2 separate regions of the Mus musculus genome follow, and region 1 is linked to region 2. The links are chromatin contacts, called in public Hi-C maps. All regions are on one chromosome and are shown on one strand. Each heading gives the region's core, a stretch centred on a gene start, on an enhancer-like site or on the middle of the called end of the contact. The rest is flanking DNA. Distances are from core to core; before and after follow the strand shown.

Evidence for each region. Hi-C and Micro-C count contacts between places; a contact is called where the count stands out from the background.
Region 1: a contact with region 2 is called in a Hi-C map of cerebral cortex, with 3 times the contacts expected there. The contact joins the enhancer-like site here to the promoter of Myhas in region 2. A contact is called at or near these places in 4 of 39 promoter capture datasets (the 3T3-L1 cell line, 3T3-L1-derived adipocytes, hippocampal neurons and 1 more) and 1 of 484 Hi-C or Micro-C datasets (cerebral cortex).

The regions. Positions count from the first base shown.
Region 1 is chr11:67,452,488-67,457,673 of GRCm38.p6, forward strand. It overlaps a transcript of Gas7 not described here. Among named protein-coding and RNA genes, the nearest start is that of Gm40029, 100 kb to the left of the region's middle. Within about 2 kb of position 3,659, at least 22 of the 459 cell types and tissues checked have an H3K27ac peak or open chromatin away from gene starts, as enhancers often do. A contact at or near this core is called in cerebral cortex, where this site is marked.
Region 2 is chr11:67,235,900-67,241,733 of GRCm38.p6, forward strand. It overlaps Myhas (myosin heavy chain gene antisense RNA), which reads right to left and starts at 1,382. Exons shown (of 2, transcript NR_146138.1): 1 at 1,118-1,382. Myh4 (myosin, heavy polypeptide 4, skeletal muscle) reads left to right here and starts at 1,913. Exons shown (of 40, transcript NM_010855.3): 1 at 1,913-1,934; 2 at 2,132-2,180; 3 at 4,686-4,928; 4 at 5,021-5,164; 5 at 5,495-5,651. The coding sequence starts at 4,725.

The sequences.
Region 1 (5,186 bases), core at 2,409-4,908, 220 kb after region 2:
CTTATCTCTATACTGACTGGTAGATAACTCACATTGCCTCATAGAGCCCTTCCTTCCTGTCTCTTTTCTTTCTCTTTATGCCTCCCCTCCCTTCCTCTCCTCTTCCATCCCCCTACCCCCTCCCCTCTCTTCCTGTCCTCTTTATCTGTGTAGCCCAGCCTGGCCCCAGACTCCCAAGTGCTGTGACTGTAGGTGAGCTTTGCTGCATCTCTCTCTAGAAAGTGGCTCCAGGTGTGAACCCTAGGGTCTACCTTGCTTTCTCATGATCCTGGGGATGGAACCCTGTGCCTTGCCTGTGCTAGGTAACTGTACCACTGAGCCATACCCCCATCCCTCCACAGTGGATGTATTGCCTGACAAGCAGAATGGGCTAGAACAAACAGCACTCCAGGTACAGTGTGCCAAACCCAAGTTAACGTCTTGTTTTGTGGTTCACTGGCCATATGACCACAAGCAAGTCACATCCTCTGAATTCATTTGCTTCCCTCTTGATGTGCACATTGCCACATCACCTATACCTGAGACAGCTTATTTGGTGCCAAGAATTCTGGGTGCTCTGGAGGTAGAATCTTCTGTTATAAAGAATTCTTCCTTGCAGAATAGCCCTAAATCAGTAGTTTTTTATTGAACCAGGCCACATCACCAAGTCTGGACAATTTGCAGGAAGCCGTGTACCTGAGAAGTACGTGTTTGAATTCTCTTAAGATGTGGTTGGTCCATTGGTATTTTTAGGAAGCTTTTGTTGTTGTAATTTTGTCTCCTGTTTTTTTTTTTCTTTTTGAGACAGACCCAAACCCTACAACACACACTGGCCTGGACCTCACTATATCACTCAGGCAGACCTTGAACTTTCTGGTGGTTTTCCTGCCTCAGCCTCCTGAATGCTGGGATTAGAAGACGTCATCCTCCAGTTTAACAGCTGTTTTCTATTATCTCTTAACAGCAGCTGGGCTGAAGGAAGCTTGTCCACAATTCCTGGACAAGCACTAGCTGTAAGTGCACTTGTCAGGTTGCCCAGGATTCTCCTTAGGTGAGATGGCTTCTGTGTAGACTGGGGCCCAGGCAATGCTCTCAAAGCTGAGGTGGGCCCAGCTGAATGGCTTTGAAAAGCTACAGGGATTGTTCTAATGTCCTGCCAAGACCACAGTGCTAAAGGAACTTGATTCAAAGCTCAGACAAATATGCAAGAATTTAAGGCTTTTTGTACCTAATACTGAACTGACTTTGTCTCAGCCTAAAACGCTGAGAGGTTTGTGCCCAGCTGAATAGCCATAGGAAGCCATACAAGCTTACTGAGCAAGGGGCATAAGGAGTTGGTCAGTACTATAAGCTGTGTACCCCTTATCGGAAAAACTTGGCAGGAAACAGAAGTAGGCAGATCTCTGTGAGTTAAGAGGTAAGCCTGGTTTACATAGTTTCAGGTAAGCCAGAGCTACATAGTAACATTCCCTTGTTTAAGAATGGGGAAATGGGAAGTAAAGAAACAGAAATGGGACCGAAAATGTTGAGGATTTTGTAATGTTTGCATATACATAATACAGTGTCTTGGGACTGTGACCCAAATCTAATGAATCTGATATTAATACTCACAGCTCAAATGTAACTTTATACAATACCTTCCATGATATTTCTCTTCTCCTTCCTCCTCCCCCTCCTCTCCTCCCTCCCTCTTTCTCTCAGGCCACTCTAGTCTGGGATTCTCCTCATCATTTAACCCTTATCTTTCAGGGCTGGGACTACAAGTGTGCGCTGTCATCCCTCCGATGCAGTTTTGTTTGACGGTGGACTTCTCCAGAGGAACATCCTGTTAGCACGGACGATGGTTTGATTTTGGACTGTAGGTCTTCGATTAGTGATGCTCAACTGATTATAGCAGTGATAGTGAAGGGTCCAGCTTTTTAGAGGTTAGGAAATGTACTTTAATTTTTAAGCTAGCAAAGAAAGGGGCCCTTTCCCTTATGTACTCTTGACATATGCTTCTTCAGCACCTGAAGTCCACGAATGTCTCAAGGGCAGGGAACTTGCAAGCCCCTGCTAATGTCTGCTAATGTCTGGTGGCTGACTAAATTGGTGGATACACCTCAGCAGACCCATTTTGAATTCAGGAGGGCTAGACCATGACATCCCCAGTTCCCCAACCATTTCCTGAGAAGCCAAACGGGCTCTTTCTCTCGCCTTTATTTAACCTTTCCACTATTTAGCCCCATCGGCCTGATTCCAAAACCCATCAACCCAGATGACTTACATCCTCATCTCCCCACCATGTCCTCCTCTGATATGACACACTGTCACTGGGCTTCCCGGCTTCGGCGCCAGGCTTCAAACCTGTCTTTATCCATTGTTCAGTTTCCTGTGAGTCAAGTTCAGCCAGGCTTCATGCACTACAATGATGGTCACAAACACAATCCCTTGCAGACACCTGGGAGGCAGCGCCGCCTGTCACCCACCACCAGAGCTAAACTGAAGGAACCGAGGGGCGTTCCCATTCCAGCAGCTCTGGGTGGCGGGGTCGCCCGGGAGTCCCTCTGCCGGGGAGCGCCCGGCCCTCCGCGGGCGTGGCCGGTCTGGCCCGGCCCCTGGCCCGCCCTGGTCGCCTCGAGAGAGTCCCCGCCCGGCCACGGGCCGCCAACCGCGCTCTCTCCGTGTCTTCCCGGGCTCCGCTTGCACCGGACGAGCCCCACAGAGGGGGATGCTACGCGCACCACCTCCCGGGGCAGTTGCACCTCTCTGCTCACTCCGGCGTCCCCAGCCGCGACACCCCGGGGAAGTTGTCTCGTGAGCCCGCCGCCCCCGGGTCTCCTCCTCCTGAGCCCCGCCCCCCGCCCAGCGCGGGGGACCGCACAGCCGCCCGGCCCGGGGGCGTCGCCGCTCGCTCTCCGGAGCCGGTGGAGCCCACGAAGCCAGCTCTGCTGGCGAGCGTCCGCTTCCCTGCAAGCAGCGCGCGTGGCTCGGCGGCCCGGAGACCCCTGCGCAACCCCGCCACGGCGCGCGCCCAAAGCGCGGGAGCCCGGAGCACCGGGCGCCTGGGACCCCGCGCAGCCGCTGGCCAGCCCGCGGGGCTCGGCAGGGATGCGGGCTGTGCTGTGAGACCGGGCGCCAGGGCCATGGCCGGCGCCCGCTGCCGGACCCTGTACCCCTTCTCCGGGGAGCGGCACAGCCAGGGGCTGCGCTTCTCTGCGGGCGAGCTGCTCACGCTGCTCCAGGTCCCGGACGGCGGCTGGTGGGAAGGCGAAAAGGACGACGGGCTCCGTGGCTGGTTCCCCGCCAGCTACGTGCAACTACTAGAGGTGAGAGGCCAGGGCCGGGGTCGGGGACCAGCTACCCTCCAGACAACCCGGCTTTGGGGGACGAAGGGTGCGGGGGAGGGGCTGGGGCGTGGACAGCGTTCTCCTCCTACCCGGCCTCCTGAGCACGTCGTGGCCTCTGTGGGGAAGCGAGAACTTGTTGCCTGTGCGAGTTCTGGAGCAAGCGGGCGCTCTGCCGCGGAAGACAGGGGCCACCAAGGGACTGCCGAGCCAGGTGGTCTTGGCAAGGCGAGAGGGTGATGGGGGTTTGGAAAGGTGGCCCCACAATTCCGCCTCTCTGGTAGACTAGCGGTCAGTCATGCTGACCAGGGACAGGTCGCCTGGCTGCCTCCAGGCGCCCACTTGCCGGACTGCTGAGAAGCACCAGTTAGCAATGAGCTGGAGCAGAGCAGCAGGCTAGACCCGTGGATACAGCTGGACCCTAGGTAGCCTCCCATCCTCTAGGATCAGTACCCTAAAGTGCCTTGTTCTTGGGGATCTGGCTTGGTCCCAAGGCTTCATAGGACTGCTGAGCCAAGTCAGCTGGCTGTTTATTGTCTGGGTGACAATTGCGAGGCCTCTTTGGCCTCTAATCACTGAGCTCATGGTCACAGTCTGAGTGAAAGCCCAAGTTTCTAAAGTCCTGTGTGTATGTGTGTGTGTGGTGTATGGTGGGGTGGGGTAGTATTTTTCAGTCTTTACTGACAGGCTGCTGACCCCAGGATTGTCATAAATGCTAAACTAGTCCTCACCATCAGTAATGTGTGTATTCTTAGGTTTTGGTAAAACCCAGCCTAAATAAGGGACCAAATTTATTTTTTACTGGGATCTATTTAAGAAGAGAGTAGCAAATTTTGAATGAAAATGTTACATGCAACTCTGGCCCACGGTGAGGTGGAGAGATGGTTGTACAGTGGGCAGGCCTGACAAGTGTCCAGTGGCAGCAGCATCAAATGTCTGTGCAGCCTTCGGAAACACATGATGCTTCTCTCTGGTCCAAGAAACAAACTTGCTCTAAATGGACCAAGGCACTCCTCAAAATGGACTTGGTAGTATTTCTAGGGGAAAGGCTGGGATGAGCTTCCTGGGGTCTTAGCAGAGGTGTCTCTGGAAGCTCATGGTGTGCTCTGAGAACCTGTGTCAGCAGGAGAGGCTCGGGCTTGGTTCTCTGCTTTTCCAAGTTCCATCTCTGAGAGCTACATTAAAAACAAAATTAATGGAAGTATCCTTTGACAGGGAAATCTTGAGTCTCCTGGCAAAAAGCTCTCTGAAATGCATGTGTGAGTTCTTTTGGTAGCCACATTTCCCCAGGAAATACTGATGTGGAAATTTGCCTGGTGATTGTCTGTCTAGGGAGGAGTGTCCCTGACTGGATTCAGCCAGCTGTTTTGGGTGGGGATTCCTAAGAACAGAGTGCCCCTGCTTTTCAATGGAGCATGAACAGACCCAGAAGACAGCAGAACTATCCTCTGTGTTGGCCTGGGTGTGCTTGTGGCATCCGTTAGCACTTATGGAGCTAAGAAGTCCCTGGTACCTAAGGACTTTTCAGACACCTCCAGTCTATTAATAGCACCTCAGTGCTACCAGGAGGACCCTCCAGTTGTACCTACACAAGCCATGTGGACTGTCATCAATTTCCTAACAGCTCTGTGAATGTCTAAGAGCTGTCCTCCATATAGGAAGCTTTATTCGACTTGAGCCGCAGTCTTGTAGCTAAGGCTAGCTTCAAATTTGCAGTCTTCTTGCCTCTGCTTCCAAGTGCTGGGATTCCAGGCTTGTGCCACAGTATCTGGCACTGTCCTCGGTTTTACAGACAAGAGAAGACACGACAGCATTCGAAAAGCATGTCTGTCACCTAAGGAGTCACGTTTGCCTGTTAGCCTAACAGCTCAGGTGGCTGAA
Region 2 (5,834 bases), core at 132-2,631:
ATGGTGATATAACTTAACACAATGACTTACAACACACAATTAACTTTTATGACCATGTAAGGTTTAAACGGTGTTAAATTTTTCCCAGATGTGTTTGCAATAGATAAGAAAATATATACAAACTCTCAGAATCCTGTATTTCCTCATCTGTGAGGATCATAGGGGGAATGCCAGCAAGAAGTGTTTATTGGACTGCTGAATAGCGCATCCAAAATACACCCTGCTTTGGAATAAGGCGGGCCTTCCCACATGTATGTAGTCATAAAGTACCAGGAGAGTACAAGAGAGCTCAGATTCCTTTCCTGTGTCCTCTATTTAGACATCCCTTGGACAAGCAAGCCCAGAGGAATGGTGTTCGCCCTCTATCAAGGTCACTTCTCTTCTCTTCCTGCCCATGATCCATGGTATTTTCTGATGTTTATTATTGTGGTCCCTGCTGGTTGGCACTATTGTGTCATTGTAGTGTCTCTGGGGTTCTCAAGATTGTAACTGATTAACGGTCTGATGATGAGGTCCGTAGTCAGTCTCTTTTAGCTACTAATGCACAAGTGAGCTCTCTGCCTCATTCAAACTTTCTTCTTTCATCTCTCAGATCTAGATGCTTTAAATAAATAATTATTACGCCTATAATAGTGATAGCTTGTAAAAGGGGTGACAAAATGAGTTGTGAAAATCTTAGAGGGTCAGAACACTTTTCTTTCCGGCTTTGAGCCTAACACTTGGGGTAAATCACTCACTCAGTGTGGGTGGCTGCCATGGAGGGTAACCTATTGTGTAGCATTACATGCAATGACAATTTAAAAGTATAAAAGATTTTACCTGCCAGCCTGTGAAAGACAAGTTCACCTGATAGAATTATAAAGCAACCATCTACTGAATTTAGCAATTTAAGTCAGGAGAACAGTGGTTGAAAATATCAGGCCAGATCACAGGGACAGTTAGAGTAGATTTCCTGTCATATTCAGCAACAGCTGTGCCTGTATCAAGTTAGTCAAATCCAACTCGGCCTTTCAAGGGCACCGTGGAGGCCGATCCACCCACCTTCTCTGTCCATGGGGAGAGTTTTGTGGACAGCATGCCTTTCCTCCCACCTTAAGTAAAAGTGTGTAGCACCCACCTCATTGGCGTCACCGCTAGCCTTGAGCCTTTGCCTGTACCCTAGGAAATCTTGTCTGTATCTCCTTCCGTGATGCAGCAGAAACACTCATGGGTATCACACAGCAGTCTGTTGCCCCTGCAGTGCACGAGGGAGACGTCTATGACAAACCCTCCAGAAACGGGCCAGACAAGTTCATCTCTGTCCTGACTCCCTCTCCTCTTACTACCAACCCCTTCCACTGCCTAATCTGAGAATTCACTTTCTTCCTCATGGTTAGACCTTCAGACTTTAGAAGAATCTATCACCAGTCTTTCTAAAACTCCAGCCCTTGCCTAAGAATTTTTATCTTAATATCTGTCACTCGGTGCTTCCAGTCACAGTGTCAGATCTAAAGTTCACTCCAGACTCCGTAATGGCTCTAAGCACTAGCAGATTAATTAGTCCCACTCGCCCCACACCGGGCTCGTTCCTGTGGAAACAGCTTTATAGGCACGAGAGTGAGTAGGGACCTGGCTTTGAATTCTGTGATGAATGATACAACACCCAAGCCGGGAGAAACAGCCTCCAAAAACCCTGGATCTCCATTCCCTATCAGATGCTTATAAAGAACCCTAGATCATCCCCTGTCAAATTATTTATAGATGACAAGAAATATTTCTAATTATATCCATTCACAGCCACAGTCAGTGAATATTGTGTAAAGAGATTGCCAAAAATGGTTTTGCCAAGTAGGTCCGCAGCTAGGACAGCTGAGGTGGCTGCTGTGTTTGCAGAACAGCCTCTATAAAAGTGAAGCTGGGGTGCCTCTGTCCTGTCCTTCCTCAAACCCTTAAAGGTAGGTATGTGTAGCAGAGCACTTGGCTAGCTGTGCACTCCTGATGGGAGCGGGTGCTCATGTGAGGGAGATGACTGTTCCTTCCCAAACTCTAAGTAATGTCGGCATCCCTGAGAGAGGCATTGCACACAATATAGCTCTAGGACTTTGTCATATAATGGGGGGAAATACCCAGCATCTCTTTTTTCTTTCAACAGTACTTGTCTGACTCAAGCCTGCCTCCTTCTTCATCTGGTAACACAAGAGGTAAGAGAAATTTATTATTACCTTCCAGAGAACAAAGGGCTCTCGCTATTGTTAAGTTTTAATGAGTAACTGTTTTATTTTCTACCTTATTATTGGGCATAGGAGCAACTGGTCTTCATAAGTAGCTTCTCATGAAACTTTGCCTTTTATTTTATTTTATTTTTTTATCTTTTTTTTAAACTTTGCCCTTTAAAGCCAAACAAATCTTTATGCAATTAATTTAATCAAACAAAACTTTATGCAATTCCTCTTTTGCATTTTGTTGGGAGAAGGCAACCCTCATGTATATTTAATATATGTAGAAAAAAAAACAACGTTGCACCAGAAGTCAAAATTCCTGGGTGCCAACCTAGGCTTTTCACCAATTCAACTCCTTGGGTCACGCCAGCTAGCTTTTACGTGTCTTCAAACATGTGTGTTGCAAGAGCATTAACACTAGACGTGGACTTAGACAGCCGGGCTCATAGCTCGTCACTGCCTTTTACCACCTCGGTGACCCTGAATGACCCTTTACCTTGCTGAACCTTAGTTTCCTCATCAGTAAAATCAGAAGGGCAGATTCAAGTCGGCTGCTAATGTCCCTCTGGCTCTTGTTGTCTAAGATCTAAGTCAGTGGTTGCCAACGACTCTTCCATCAATCAAAACGCTCAGTGGGTCTCCTGTCTTCTGCATGAGGAGATGTACATGAAGAACATATAAATGAAGAAAACTTGCTATGTATTTAAGCAAGTTCATAGTCAATATATTAGGTAATATCAATGTAGAAAAAGTAGCAAATCTATTGCTTCCAAGGGAATAAATGTTGCTTGTTGACACTGGAGGTGATACCACTGTGTGAATAGAGCCCAACACCACACAACAAAGTCCCTTGAAGGCGAGTGGCCTAAAGGTGACAAAGGACTGCTGAGGCAAGAGCAGAGAGTTAGTGTCCTTCCTGTGCCCCAGGATCTACTGCATAACAGCAATCACTAAGGCAGAGTAATCGATTCAAAAGTGCTTCACTTAAAACCCCACAAACAAGGTCATGGAATAGTGTTTGAAGGGAAAATGCTAACACCAATGTTTCAATATCTGTCCCTTGAAAACAGTTCTCAATTTCCACATCTCCCCATAAGACATTTGTTGATTCTAAGCTACAGCATGGGGAAATTTTTGTATCTATTTTGAGAAGAGATGCACTGATTCTAACAGTAGACTGAGATGTTTTATGGAAAGTCTATGAAAGATTAGAGCCTTTGTCATCACCATCAGTCACTAGCACCTGCATGCTCTTCCGGACTGCTCCTCTTCCACTCCAGAGGTCACCAGCTCTTACTCCGGCCAGAGAGGGAGTTATTTTATCTGACCAGGATTTGTCAGTTGGAAAAAAAAAGTTGTGAATTGGTTTCAGTTTGAAACCTCATAGTGGCTATCAGTTTCAGGAGAGAAATTAGAAAGGTGATGTTTTCAAAGAGAGAGGGTAAGAGAGAGGGAGGCCATAAGCCTGACGCAGTAAGGACCGGGCAGAAACAAGGGGTTGGGGGAGGCTGAAACAAGGGGTTGGGGGAGGCTGAAGCCAGTATAAACTGGCAAAGACAGACTTTGATAGGGGACCACTGGGCAGTCTCATTAAAATGTAGATGCTTTTTTTCCTTAAGTAATTCTTCAGCGTTATTTGTGCTCAAGTAAGAGTGACAACTTATGCATAGTTTAGAAACTGACAGGAGGGACTTGGTTTTGACCTGGAACAAAATCATTTTTCATTAATTTACAGTTTTCCTTATACTAATATTTTATTACTATCCATTGTGCTTATTTTTTTCCTTTATTTACTTAATTTTTGTTAGTTAACTACAAGTTTTTGTGCATAAAATATTCAACCTGAATTTAGATTTTTTTTCTTACATAAAAACTTAAGGATTTTGGCATTCAATTTTAACAGTTGTGGCAAGGGAAATGGCTATTTTTTTTTTTTTTAGACAGTATTTCTTTATTATGTAGCTCTGGCTTTCCTGGAACTATGAAGGCTGGGCTCGTCTCAAACTCATAGAGATCTGCCTGCCTCTGTCTCCCAAGTGCTGGAATTGAAAGTGTGTACCATCACACCAAGCAATATTTAAGTTTTAAAAAATAAGTTTATTAAGATGAAACAGAAACAGAAACGTTATTTTCTATGTCTTTCTATCATCACAATGACAAACAAACAAACACATGGAACAGATGGGCAGGGAAAGGAAAGAATACACAGAAACAACAACCTGTAGCCTGACAAGTGTCGTTGGATGGCTAGCATCCCCCTCCCAGCTCTCAAATGTGGTTTATAATACAGAAAGAAGAACCAGAGCTTAAAATATCTCAAAAAATTAAACTATTAACCCAGAACCATTAGGTACTCTTGTCTTCTCTTAGCTCCCTGGCACACTCCACAAGACAAACCCGAAATAGCATAAGAGAGTGGCAAACTAGCCATGTTAATGTGGAGACCCACAGGTCAGGGTTATCATTCATTCCCATTTCTTCTTCTAGGTGCACCTGGCCCTGAGCTGCCACCAATAGCCCGCAGCCATGAGTTCCGACGCTGAGATGGCCGTTTTCGGGGAGGCTGCTCCTTACCTCCGGAAGTCTGAAAAGGAGCGAATCGAGGCCCAGAACAAGCCTTTTGATGCCAAGTCATCGGTGTTTGTGGTGGATGCTAAGGAGTCCTATGTGAAAGCAACAGTGCAGAGCAGGGAAGGGGGGAAGGTGACAGCCAAGACCGAAGGCGGAGCTGTGAGTAAAAGCAAGACGTGGGAGAGGTTGGGAAGCATGAATACTCTTCTGCTAACTAGTTGGCACCAACTGTATCCTTCCATTCTTAACAGACGGTCACCGTCAAGGATGATCAAGTCTTCTCCATGAACCCTCCCAAGTACGACAAGATTGAGGACATGGCCATGATGACCCACCTGCACGAGCCCGCTGTGCTGTACAACCTCAAAGAGCGTTATGCAGCCTGGATGATCTACGTGAGTGTCCCCTACCGGGTTTCATCCAGTCCGTGTACTTTCTGCTGTTGAAATGTCCCATTATGTCAGTGTTATAAATTATGGTGCCTTTGAAAATGCACGTGCTGATAGTTAGCTCTCTGCCTAACTGCATTAGTTGGTTATCTGGAACATTAGTGCCACAGTGGACAATGGGGGAGGGGTAGAGGGCAAGCTGCCAATGGATGCAACCATGGAGCCTAATGAGGATCCACACTTCCTTAGATCCTCTCCCCTGGCCCACACAGTATTATTTCCAAGTTGGAGTAATGAGGTGATTGCTGACTTGAGCATCCTTCTCTTTGTGTACAGACTTACTCAGGCCTCTTTTGTGTCACCGTCAACCCCTACAAGTGGCTGCCGGTGTACAACCCTGAGGTGGTGGCAGCCTACCGAGGCAAAAAGCGCCAGGAGGCCCCACCCCACATCTTCTCCATCTCTGATAACGCCTACCAGTTCATGCTGACGGGTGAGTATACCCATAATCACAACCTCTACAAGCACTAGAAAACACTTGTAGACTCAGCACAGAGAACATGTGGCCAGCTCCTTGAGAAAGAGATGCTTTGCACATGTGATAAGAGCAAGAAGAGTGGAAAAACTGATTAAGAGTGTGATGCACCGATTATAAACGTATAGGGAAATTTGCTTA